2 separate regions of the Mus musculus genome follow, and region 2 is linked to region 1. A link is a contact called in public HiChIP or PLAC-seq data. All regions are on one chromosome and are shown on one strand. The core of a region is the stretch at or near the end of the contact, and the rest is flanking DNA. Distances in the headings are between cores, read along the strand shown.

Region 1 (4,846 bases), core at 1,740-4,239:
TAACAAGTGGAAGAGGTGATGCAGACAGGACCACAAGTACTAAAAATAACAAGACTGCCTTCAGGAATGGGCAGAACACACTTCAGATAGATGGAGCTTGAGCTAGACCTTTGAGTGACAAAATTTTCTAGGAAATGAACATGTACAAGAAATCAGAACCACATGATCTTATAGGTAGGGTCCATTTTTTTTAATATTACAAAAAAGTTAAATATGTACAAGTCAACAGAATAAAATAACAAACTTGTGAGCTCATCACAGTATTGACCAATCCCAGCAATCTTGCTTTATATGTAACTTACATGTCAGAGGCTATAACATAAGCCTATTTTTAAATACTACATCCCTTCTGGGATTTGTTCTCAGATAAAACTACATTCTTCCTAAATGCAGAATACAAATAATCACACTTGATTCTGTTTTTAAAGTATCATTTTTATATATATCTATAAAACCCAAGTGAAGGGCTGGAGAGATGTGGCTCAGCGGTTAAGAGCACTGACTGCTCTTCCAAAGGTCCTGCCTGAGTTCAAATCCCAGCAACCACATGGTAGCTCACAACCACCCATAATGATATCTGATGCTCCCTTCTGGTGTGTCTGAAGACAGCTACAGTGTACTTACATATAATAATAAATAAGTCTAAAAAAAACAAGTGAAGAATGACCAAAAAAATCCAAACTTCAGCTTCCATATATGTCCAGAATAGCTCTTGCATTCTGATATTTCTGTGAGAATAGGTGAAGCAGAGAGTTCACAAAGCATCATGGGCCACATACTCAGGACACATCACTTGGCCTCCTGAGCCTGTGTCCTCCTCTGAAATACGGAAGATTTCCCCTCCTTAGAGACATGTGAGAACTATCTGCCAAATACTGTGTGTTTAGTTCTTGTGCCCTGGTTGACTTGGAAGAACCAGAAAACAGGGTAGGGGCCGAGCTTCCCAGCCCTCTCCCCTGTGCACCATCCTTCCTCAGGACACTGTGGACTCTGCTCCTGAAAACAAGCTGGAAAGGAGGGGCTGAGGGTCCTGATGGCAAGGCACTCACTCGATTGCTTCCTTTATTCCATCAAATAAAGTCAAGACCCAAGGGAGTGTTTCAAGAGAGTTTATCATATAAATGATCAGCCTCCACAAAGTAGTCTCTTTACCTAGCCCACAAGCACCACACAAGCTGTAGGTGGCCTACCTACCCATTAAGGCACTTTCACCTTCAATGTTACACACAGGACATCACTCTGTGGCTCCAAACTGGGGCTGCGAATGTGTGTTGCACACAGCACTTTCCCCAGTTCCTCATCACTGGTATTTTTTTTTCAACCAATCCATATTCTTTTTACAGTACAGTTCAAAACCAAACCAAACCAACAAGGCAGCCATGAGGATTCACAGAGGAGTCCTCGTGGGGCAGGACAAGCAAGCTCTAGGTGTTGCCAGTGCCCATGGCAGCACCAACATTACCTAGTCCATCTGCAGGTAAGAAACTGAATCCCACCTGCCATTGAGATGCCCCTCCCTCACTGCTGCTCACAACTATTAGTCTGTCCTTTTAAACCACAACTGGAGCCACCAAAACCCAACTTTTCTTTTAGTTATTTCCTCTCAACTTCCCAGTTACCTTCTTTTTCAGATTGTGCATACATCGCTGCCGTTTGCATTACTAAAGCATGTTCGATCACTAACCCTCCATCAGGACACAGTGAGCTCCCGACTTAGCATAACCATCCCTTGTTTTCGTGTATAACCCGGCTCTTTTACTGTCTCCCTATGGTAGTTACAGCTCACTTACGCTCCCAACACTTGACAGTTTGCCCCGTGCTTTGGGAAGGTAGCCACACAATCTGTACAGGTTAGGGAAAAGGCAATTCTGGTACTTAAAGGTTTAGGGTCAAGGAATGAAGAACTAACTCACTTTTCCGAAGGTAGCCACACAATCTGTACAGGTTAGGGAAAAGGCAATTCTGGTACTTAAAGGTTTAGGGTCCAGGAATGAAGAACTAACTCACTTTTCCAATTACAAAACGAAGCGGACCTTCAACCCCACTCTTCGGAAAAGTCGACAGTTCTGGTACCAAGCCACAAGTGCTTGAAACCATCTCCGATCTCTTAGGCTGCAGCGACCAGGTTCCCCGCCCGCCCGGTACCTACCACCAACCCACCCATCTCCTGTTTTCTCACCCTCAAGCCACAGCTCAACTACACCATTCCCACTCGCCCCCGGTACAACCAACCTCCTTCCGCGGCAAACACTCCACGCCTCTGCCCTTCTCACCTCTTTCCCCCCAAACTTGGACGCATCTGTCACCTCCCCCCTGTAAATCACAAGTGTGTGTGCCTCAGCCCTAAACACGCTGCTAAAAAAAGTCCCACAGGCAGGGGGACTCAACCTGGACGGACACACACACACATTCCCGTGATCGAGCCCTCCACCCCCAGAACACCGGCCAGCACTCTTCGAATCCCCAGAGCAGAGTACCAACCCCTTTACAAAGACTACCCATGACCCCGCTGCTACCGACGACTTCCTTTACAGAATGTGGCCATCCTGGAACAAGACTCCCCCTCTCCGCTGTGCCAGGGCTCGATCACGGGGCCGCAGGGCCTCTGCCCACCGCGGAAGCGGTCGCTCCCGCCCTCACTACTTGCAAGTTGTGCCTCTTACCACCTGTTCTCGCCGAGAGTGGGGTACACCTTCGCCCGGGCCCGTTCTCTGCCCACCCTTCTCCAGCTTCCCCCCTGGCCCGCCAGCACCCGCGCCAGTCGGTTCCGCTGCGCGGCTCGAATGACCGCCCCTCCCCCGGGCTCGGAGGACGCCCAGCGGCCCGCACCCCGAGCCCCGCGAGCACCTGCGGCCCGGCCCGGCCCGGCCTCCTCGTCCCCAAAAGCCCGCACTCACCACGAATAGGTCTGTTCCGCCATGGTGCTGCCTCTCGGGGGCTCCGCGGCTCGCTCGGCCGGCGGCAGAGGGCGCGGCCGGGGGCCCCGGCGGCTCGCTCCTTCACTCGCTCGCACGGAGGACAGGCAGTCGGGCTCCGACAGACTCCGACGGGCCCCGCTCCCTGGGCCCCGGAGCGGGCGCGGGCCCCGGGCTCCGCGCTCGGCCTCGTCAGCCGCGGCGGCGGCGGCGGCTCCGCTGCGGCTCCAAACCCAACATGGCGGCGGCGGCGGCGGCGCGGAGAACAAGGGCCCCGAAACGGTGGCTCGGGCCCGCGCTCAGTGCGCGCCGGGCCGCGGGAGCGCCGCGCTCGGGCGGCGGCGGCGGCGGCCGGGGGACATGGCCGGCGGCGGCGGCGGCAGCGGCGGCAGCAACGGCTGAGGGGGGCGCTAGGCGGTGAGGCGAGGCCGCTCGAAGCACACCCGCCCGCCGAGGGAGGAGGGAGCGAGCGAGCGGGCGGGGGCGAGCCCGGGCCGCTGGTCACGTGCCCAAAACACGCTCACGTGACCCCGGCGCCCCGCCCCCTCGCGCGCGCTGCCCATGCGCGGAGCGCTCAGCCCAGGTCGGCTCGGGGCTACGGTTAGCTGCAGCGGCCGCCGCGCGCTAGGCCCCTTGGGCGCGCAGTGGTCCTCCCCGGTGCGCGGCGGTTGACTGCCACTCAGCTGTCAACCTTCCATCATCCACCGTCGGCTGTCCCTGGGTCCTCAGCTGCCAGTCAACTGTCAAAATGCGGACAGAGCGCTGCATTCGGGTTCCCGCGCTGCGCGGTCCCCCTCCTTGGTTTCTGCAAACGTCCCTTCGCGGCGCCTGGTGCCAAGTCAAATGCTACCATGCTCGTCTTCATAGAAGCGATCAGCGGGGTCCTTGTTGGGTGCCAGCTAGGCGTCAGCGCCTTCACCTAGGCCCTTGTCCTTACATGCATATTCTCAGGGAAGAGACATAGGTGGTTCGAGCTGGCTAAAGCACGAAGATTATTTCAGAGTCATGGGGCTATTAATAATGGAGAGCAATTAATAGAGACTAAAGGAAGGGTGCAGGCTACTTTGATAGGGTGAATGGGCATAACTCAGTTGTTAGAGCGTTGTGTGTGACCATGTGTTAGGAAAAAAAATTTAAAAACCCAGGCCTAGTGGTGCGTGCCTTTAATCCCAGCAAAGGCAGGCAGATCTCTAAGAGTTTGCGGCCAGCCTGGTCTACATAGTGAGTTCCAGGCCAGCCAAGAATACATAGAGAGACTCTATAATGAGTTAATGAAAGACAGGGAGAAACGTGAAGAAGCATATAGCAAGAGATGAGGAAACATATTTAAGCTACACAGTGTATGTTTCTGACCACATGACATTCTGGAAAAATGACTATGGAAACAGCAAAAAGTTCACTGGTTATCAGGCTGAAGGGACACGTGGAGGATTTTTAAAGCAACAAAACTAGACCACGAGACACTGTACTCCCAGAACTGTAGTAGGTGGGCCTTGGGGGGAGGGGTGTATACTGAGCAATAGATCAAGGTCATCCTCAGATATGCAGAGAATTTGACTTACAGACTTTGGCACAAAGTTTAAAGCCAGCCTGAGCTAATGAAATCTTGAAAGAAGAAAGAAAGAAGAAGAAGAAAGAAAGCTGTGGTGGACCAGAGACCAACCTCAGGAACGTAGGCCTGAGGTAAAGACAGGATGGTACAATGAACTGAACCCCCTCCCCAAAGGCATTGGAGAACATTTTCTCAGGCAGGAGTGAGACATCCTCAGACCACAAGAGGCTTACCAACAGAAAAATCATTTTGCCAAGAGAGCGGCAGAGAGCAAGACCCAGTAATGGGAATTTCTGGGCTGAGCTTGGAACCAGGCAGGAATGAACAGTTTATGCCACAGGTTGTTGGACAAAGACACTAAAATGATGGGTGGAGACCA
Region 2 (4,846 bases), core at 722-3,221, 200 kb before region 1:
ATTGCCAGGTGAAATAAAAATAATTTTTAAAAGTTAATATTTAAAGAAAAAAGTTAATATTTATAAGTAACTGGTGGCAGTCGGTGTAGTTTCCTCTCTTTTCTTGTTTTTAAAGACAGGTGTTTGTATGTGTAGGTGTTTGCATGTGTTTGTATGTGTGCGGGTGTTTGTGTGTGTGTGTGTACAGGTGTGCACACTCAAGTGTGTATAGGTATGCGTGTAGAAGAGAAAGGTCCTCCTATTCCTTGGGCGGTGTGACTCCTCGGGTACCATCTTGTTTTCTGAGGCAGGGTCTCTCGGTGACCTGCAGCTCACTGGTTTGGCTGGCCTCACTGGCCAGTGCGCCTCAGGGATCTACCTGACTCTACCTCCCAGTACTGGGGTTACAAGGATGGATGCACAATACCCAGGTTTGGGGGGTTTGTTTGTTTGTTTGTTTGTTTGTTCGTTTTTGGTTTTATGTGAACCCTGGGGGATCAAGTCAGGTTCCTGTGCTTTTGGGGCAAACCCTTTACCAACTAAGCCATTGCCCGAGACCGGAACACTACTTTTGAAATATAAAGATGGGTCTCAGGAGTTACAGAGACAAAATTTGGAGCTGTGACGAAAGGATGGACCATCATCTAGTGATTGCCATATCAGGGGACCCATCCCATAATCAGCTTCCAAATGCTGACACCATTGCATACACTAGCAAGATTTTGCTGAAAGGACCCTGATATAGCTGTCTCTTGTGAGACTATGCCGGGGCCTAGCAAACACATAGTGGATGCTCACAGTCAGCTATTGGATGGATCACAGGACCCCCAATGGAGGAGCTAGAGAAAGTACCCAAGGAGCTAAAGGGATCTGCAACCCTATAGATGGAACAACAATATGAACTAACCAGTACCCCAGAGCTCTTGACTCTAGCTGCATATGTATCAAAAGATGGCCTAGTCGGCCATCACTGGAAAGAGAGGCCCATTGGACTTGCAAACTTTGTATGCCCCAGTACAGGGGAACACCAGGGCCAAAAAGTGGGAGTGGGTGGGTGGGTATGGGGGACTTTTGGGATAGCATTTGAAATGTAAATGAGGACAATACCTAATTTAAAAAAAAAGATGGGTCTCAGAGTGCATAGACATTTGAAAAGCTGAGAAATTTGAGTCGTTATCCTAACTCCAACCTTTGGATAAGTCCAAAAGAACACAAAGGCTCTTGGGCCTGATCGCAGTCACAGGACCAGGTGCTCACATCAGGCTGCGAATCTGCAGGTGACGAGGCCTGAGGGACCTCCCACTGTCCTTGGGACCTCAGTGGGAACTCCCAACCCTGGATCCACTGCTAGCATATGTGTGAGGGGGAGGAAGAGGCAGAGAGCAGAGCTTCCAGAAGCTCTGGGAAAGCTCTGTTGACTTCCCCGTGGTTTATTTAAAACAATGTTTTTGTTTTTGTTTTGAGATAGGCTCTTAAGTAGCCCAGGTTGGCCTTAAATTCACTCTTGTGGCCCAGGGTGACCTTGGATCTGACATCCCTGCCTTCTCCCCAGTGCTGGGATTATATGAGTATACCACCCTACCTGGTTTAGACTGCCCCTATATTTACAAGAGGCAGGGCAGGGTGCCCTCCTGGGGCCAGAAGGAACAAACAGGACCAAGAAGGGAAAGGGTGGCAAACGACCAGCACCAGGCCAAGCTGCAGGCCCTCCCTTCTCTGATGTTTGGCATTAAGAAGCCCGTGCTATGGGCCCAGCTGGGGAGACAGACATCCCCCACCCCCCACCCCCGCCCCCCGGGGAAGTGTAAACTTTGTGTAGATGCTAGGGATGGGTTTGAGGTCATTGAGGGGAGGGGTAGCGGGGGGGGGGGGGGGGGCGCGGCGGGCGGGGGGCGGGGCGAGCTGGCAGCAGGACCAGGCACCCCTAAAGGCCTTCCAGGCAGCAGCGGCAGGGAGGACTGAGAGTAAGACTGCTCAGAGGAGCCCGGCTGTGTGGAGGAATCTGGACTCGATCCCAAGAGCAGTAGGAAGCCACCGAAGCTGTGGCTGTGAGCGCTATAATCCTACATCACCGGATAACGTTTTCACTTCGTTTTCTGGTTGGAAAAAAGCTGATTGCCATGATGACTTTTTTTTTCTATGTAGGGTTTTTTTTTTTTTTCAGATGTAGAAAATAAGAAAGCAATAGAATATGTGTGTGTGTGCGTGTTTTCTTTCTTCAGATGTAGAAAATAAGAAAGCAATAGAATATGTGTGTGTGTGCGTGTTTTCTTTCTTCAGATGTAGAAAATAAGAAAGCGTTGGAATACGTGTTTATTCTCAGGGTTAAATGTGCCCAACAGATGCAAATTGCCTCGCGTTTTCTGTGTGGTCTATAAATGGCAATTCCCTTATCTTTTCCTCTAAATTCCATTTCATAATTTCTGCTATTTCGGGAGCACGGAAGGCGAGCCATCCTCCCTGCAGACTGAGGATAAATTTCACTAGAAGGACAATGAGTCAATGTGCCTCGTGATTTGATGGGTTCGGGGCATCAAAAAGGGGGTTCTTTGGGGCCGGAGAGATGGTTCAGCGGTTAAGAGCACTGTCTGCTCTTCCAGACCATCCTGAGCTCAATTCCCAGCAGCCACATGGTGGCTCACAACCATCTGTAATGGGATCTGGCGCCCTCTACTGGTGTGTCAGCAGCAGAATGCTAATATATGTTAAATAAATCTTAATAATAATAATAATAAAAAGGTTGTTGTTTTACTAACTTATTATACAAATAGCAAGCTCCTCCTGACCAGGAAACATACCTTTTGCTTTATAGATGTGAAATTTGCATTCAACTTTTCAAAATATTATTTTTAAATTGCGTGCATGGACAGTGTGCATGCATGTGAGTACAGGTGCTGACACCTCTGGAGCTGGTGGTATAGGGTATCGTGAGCCATCCAACATAGGTGCCGGGACATGAACTTGGATCTTCTGCAAGCTTCCTCACGATGAGCCATCTCTCTAGCCCCAACATTTTTTGGTTCTAACCTTTTGAAACAGAGGCTCTCACTATGTTGCCCAACCAGTTCTCAAACCTGCTTGCTCCGGCCCAAGGATTTATTATTATATGTAAGTACACTGTCGCTGTCTTCAGACACACCAGAAGAGGGCATCAGATCCCATTACTGATGATTGTGAGCCACCATGTGGCTGCTGGGATTTGAACTCAGGACCTTCGGAAGAGCAGTCAGTGCTCTTAACCGCTGAGCCATCTCTCCAGCCCCCAAATTCACCTTTTTTGAAAGTACATTTATTTCATAAAAATAAAACCCCAGTCCTACTCAGCTCATGTCTGTTGTTCCTCGCAAAACTCGCTGGCCACACGGACTCAGGATTATTTGCTGGATTGATTTACATAGTGGAATATATTTTCTGTTAATTCTCGACTCCAGGGCATCAGTTCTGGAGTTTTCTCTTTATAGTTGTGCTAACATGAATTCTGATGGCACGGAAAAGCTTGTTCTCAGAATTATATTTAGCTCATACAAACTCCACTGCACAATTATGTTGTAAAGAGGATTTAGACTTTCTCCTTACGTTGTTATCATTGCTTTGGGAAAAGGTAAATGCAGAGACTGGCAACGGGAAGCCGTAGCCTGCCGTATTGTTGGTTCTGTTTGTTTAGCGCGGTGCAGGGTCTAGCACATACTGATGTGACCTGGTGGGTGTGTCACGCAGGGTCTATTGAAGACACAGATGGCATGCTCAAATTAGACTATCAGAGGAGGATTTAATAAAGGGACGATTTACAAGGTTTTGGGAGGGCACAAGGAAACCGTATGATTGATACAATGTTCAAGGAGGTAGAAAGAGCCTGCCACCGCTCGAAGATGTGACAGCGGAGGAGGAAGTTACAGAACCCAGAAAGGGAGGATTCTGGGAGCCAGGCTCTTTTCTTTCTTTCTTTCTTTCTTTCTTTCTTTCTTTCTTTCTTTCTTTCTTTCTTTCTTTCTTTCTTTCTTTCTTTCTTCCTTCCTTCCTTCCTTCCTTCCTTTCTTTCTTTCTTTCTTTCTTTCTTTCTTTCTTTCTTTCTTTCTTTCTTTCTTTCTTTCTTTCTTTCGAGACAGGGTTTCTCTGTGTAGCCCTGGCTGTCCTGGTACTCACTCTGTACACCAGGCTAGCCTCGAACTCAGAAATCTGCCTGCCTCTGCCTCCCGAGTGGCCAGGCTCCTTTGAAGAGGGGGCAACCTTCTATCCAAAGACTCTGCCAACCCGAGGCAGGGAAGGAGCTGGGGATACTGAACCACTACCTTTATCCTCTGCTCTGTCTTCTGCTGCTCCCAAGAGCCGGAGGGCGAGGGAGGGCAAGGGAGCAAAACCGAGGACAGAATAGTATGAAGAAGAATAGGAAAGTGAGAGGGTACCAAGATGTCGCCATAGGTGATAGCTATTGCTGACCAGAGTTTGGTTGCTGGTGCCCTGACACATGGTAGAAGGGAAGGACCAACTAACACACACTAACACACACACACACACACACACACACACACACACACACAGAGAGAGAGAGAGAGAGAGAGAGAGAGATCCCCTAGCCTCTAAAGCACTTTCTAGAGTTCAGAATAGAAATAGTAAGATGACCCCCACTGGTTCTGAGATCAGATGTTACTTCCCTAAAAGCAAGCGAGAGAGGTCAGACAGAGCAGGCAGGTTCTGAAGCTGGGGTTGGGGGTGCCAATTATGTTCCATTCTATGGCTGTGCCCTTTGGGTACCGGCGGAATGGTCATTTCTCAAGCAGAGAAGCCAGAAAGGTTTGCCAGCACAATTTTGGAAATAGACTCGTTTTTATGAATGGAGTGAATTATGGTTTTGCATGGATTTATTTCG

The links. HiChIP or PLAC-seq counts read pairs in DNA pulled down with a chosen protein or histone mark.
Region 2: an H3K4me3 HiChIP or PLAC-seq map of embryonic stem cells shows a contact between it and region 1, with 18 read pairs. The contact joins the enhancer-like site here to the promoter of Sppl3 in region 1. A contact is called at or near these places in 1 of 39 promoter capture datasets (pre-B cells), 1 of 484 Hi-C or Micro-C datasets (pancreatic cancer cells), 8 of 115 datasets of contacts at active chromatin or transcription factors (embryonic basal ganglia, embryonic hindbrain, embryonic limb bud and 4 more) and 2 of 9 other capture datasets (liver and pancreatic islet).

What each region holds. Positions count from the first base shown.
Region 1 is chr5:115,009,667-115,014,512 of GRCm38.p6, reverse strand. It overlaps Sppl3 (signal peptide peptidase 3), which reads right to left and starts at 2,989. Exons shown (of 11, transcript NM_029012.2): 1 at 2,898-2,989. The coding sequence starts at 2,920.
Region 2 is chr5:115,205,231-115,210,076 of GRCm38.p6, reverse strand. Gm35515 (a long non-coding RNA gene) reads right to left here. Exons shown (of 3, transcript XR_387599.4): 3 at 4,821-4,846. Among named protein-coding and RNA genes, the nearest start is that of Cabp1, 13 kb to the right of the region's middle. Within about 2 kb of position 1,971, at least 13 of the 459 cell types and tissues checked have an H3K27ac peak or open chromatin away from gene starts, as enhancers often do. A contact at or near this core is called in embryonic stem cells, where this site is marked.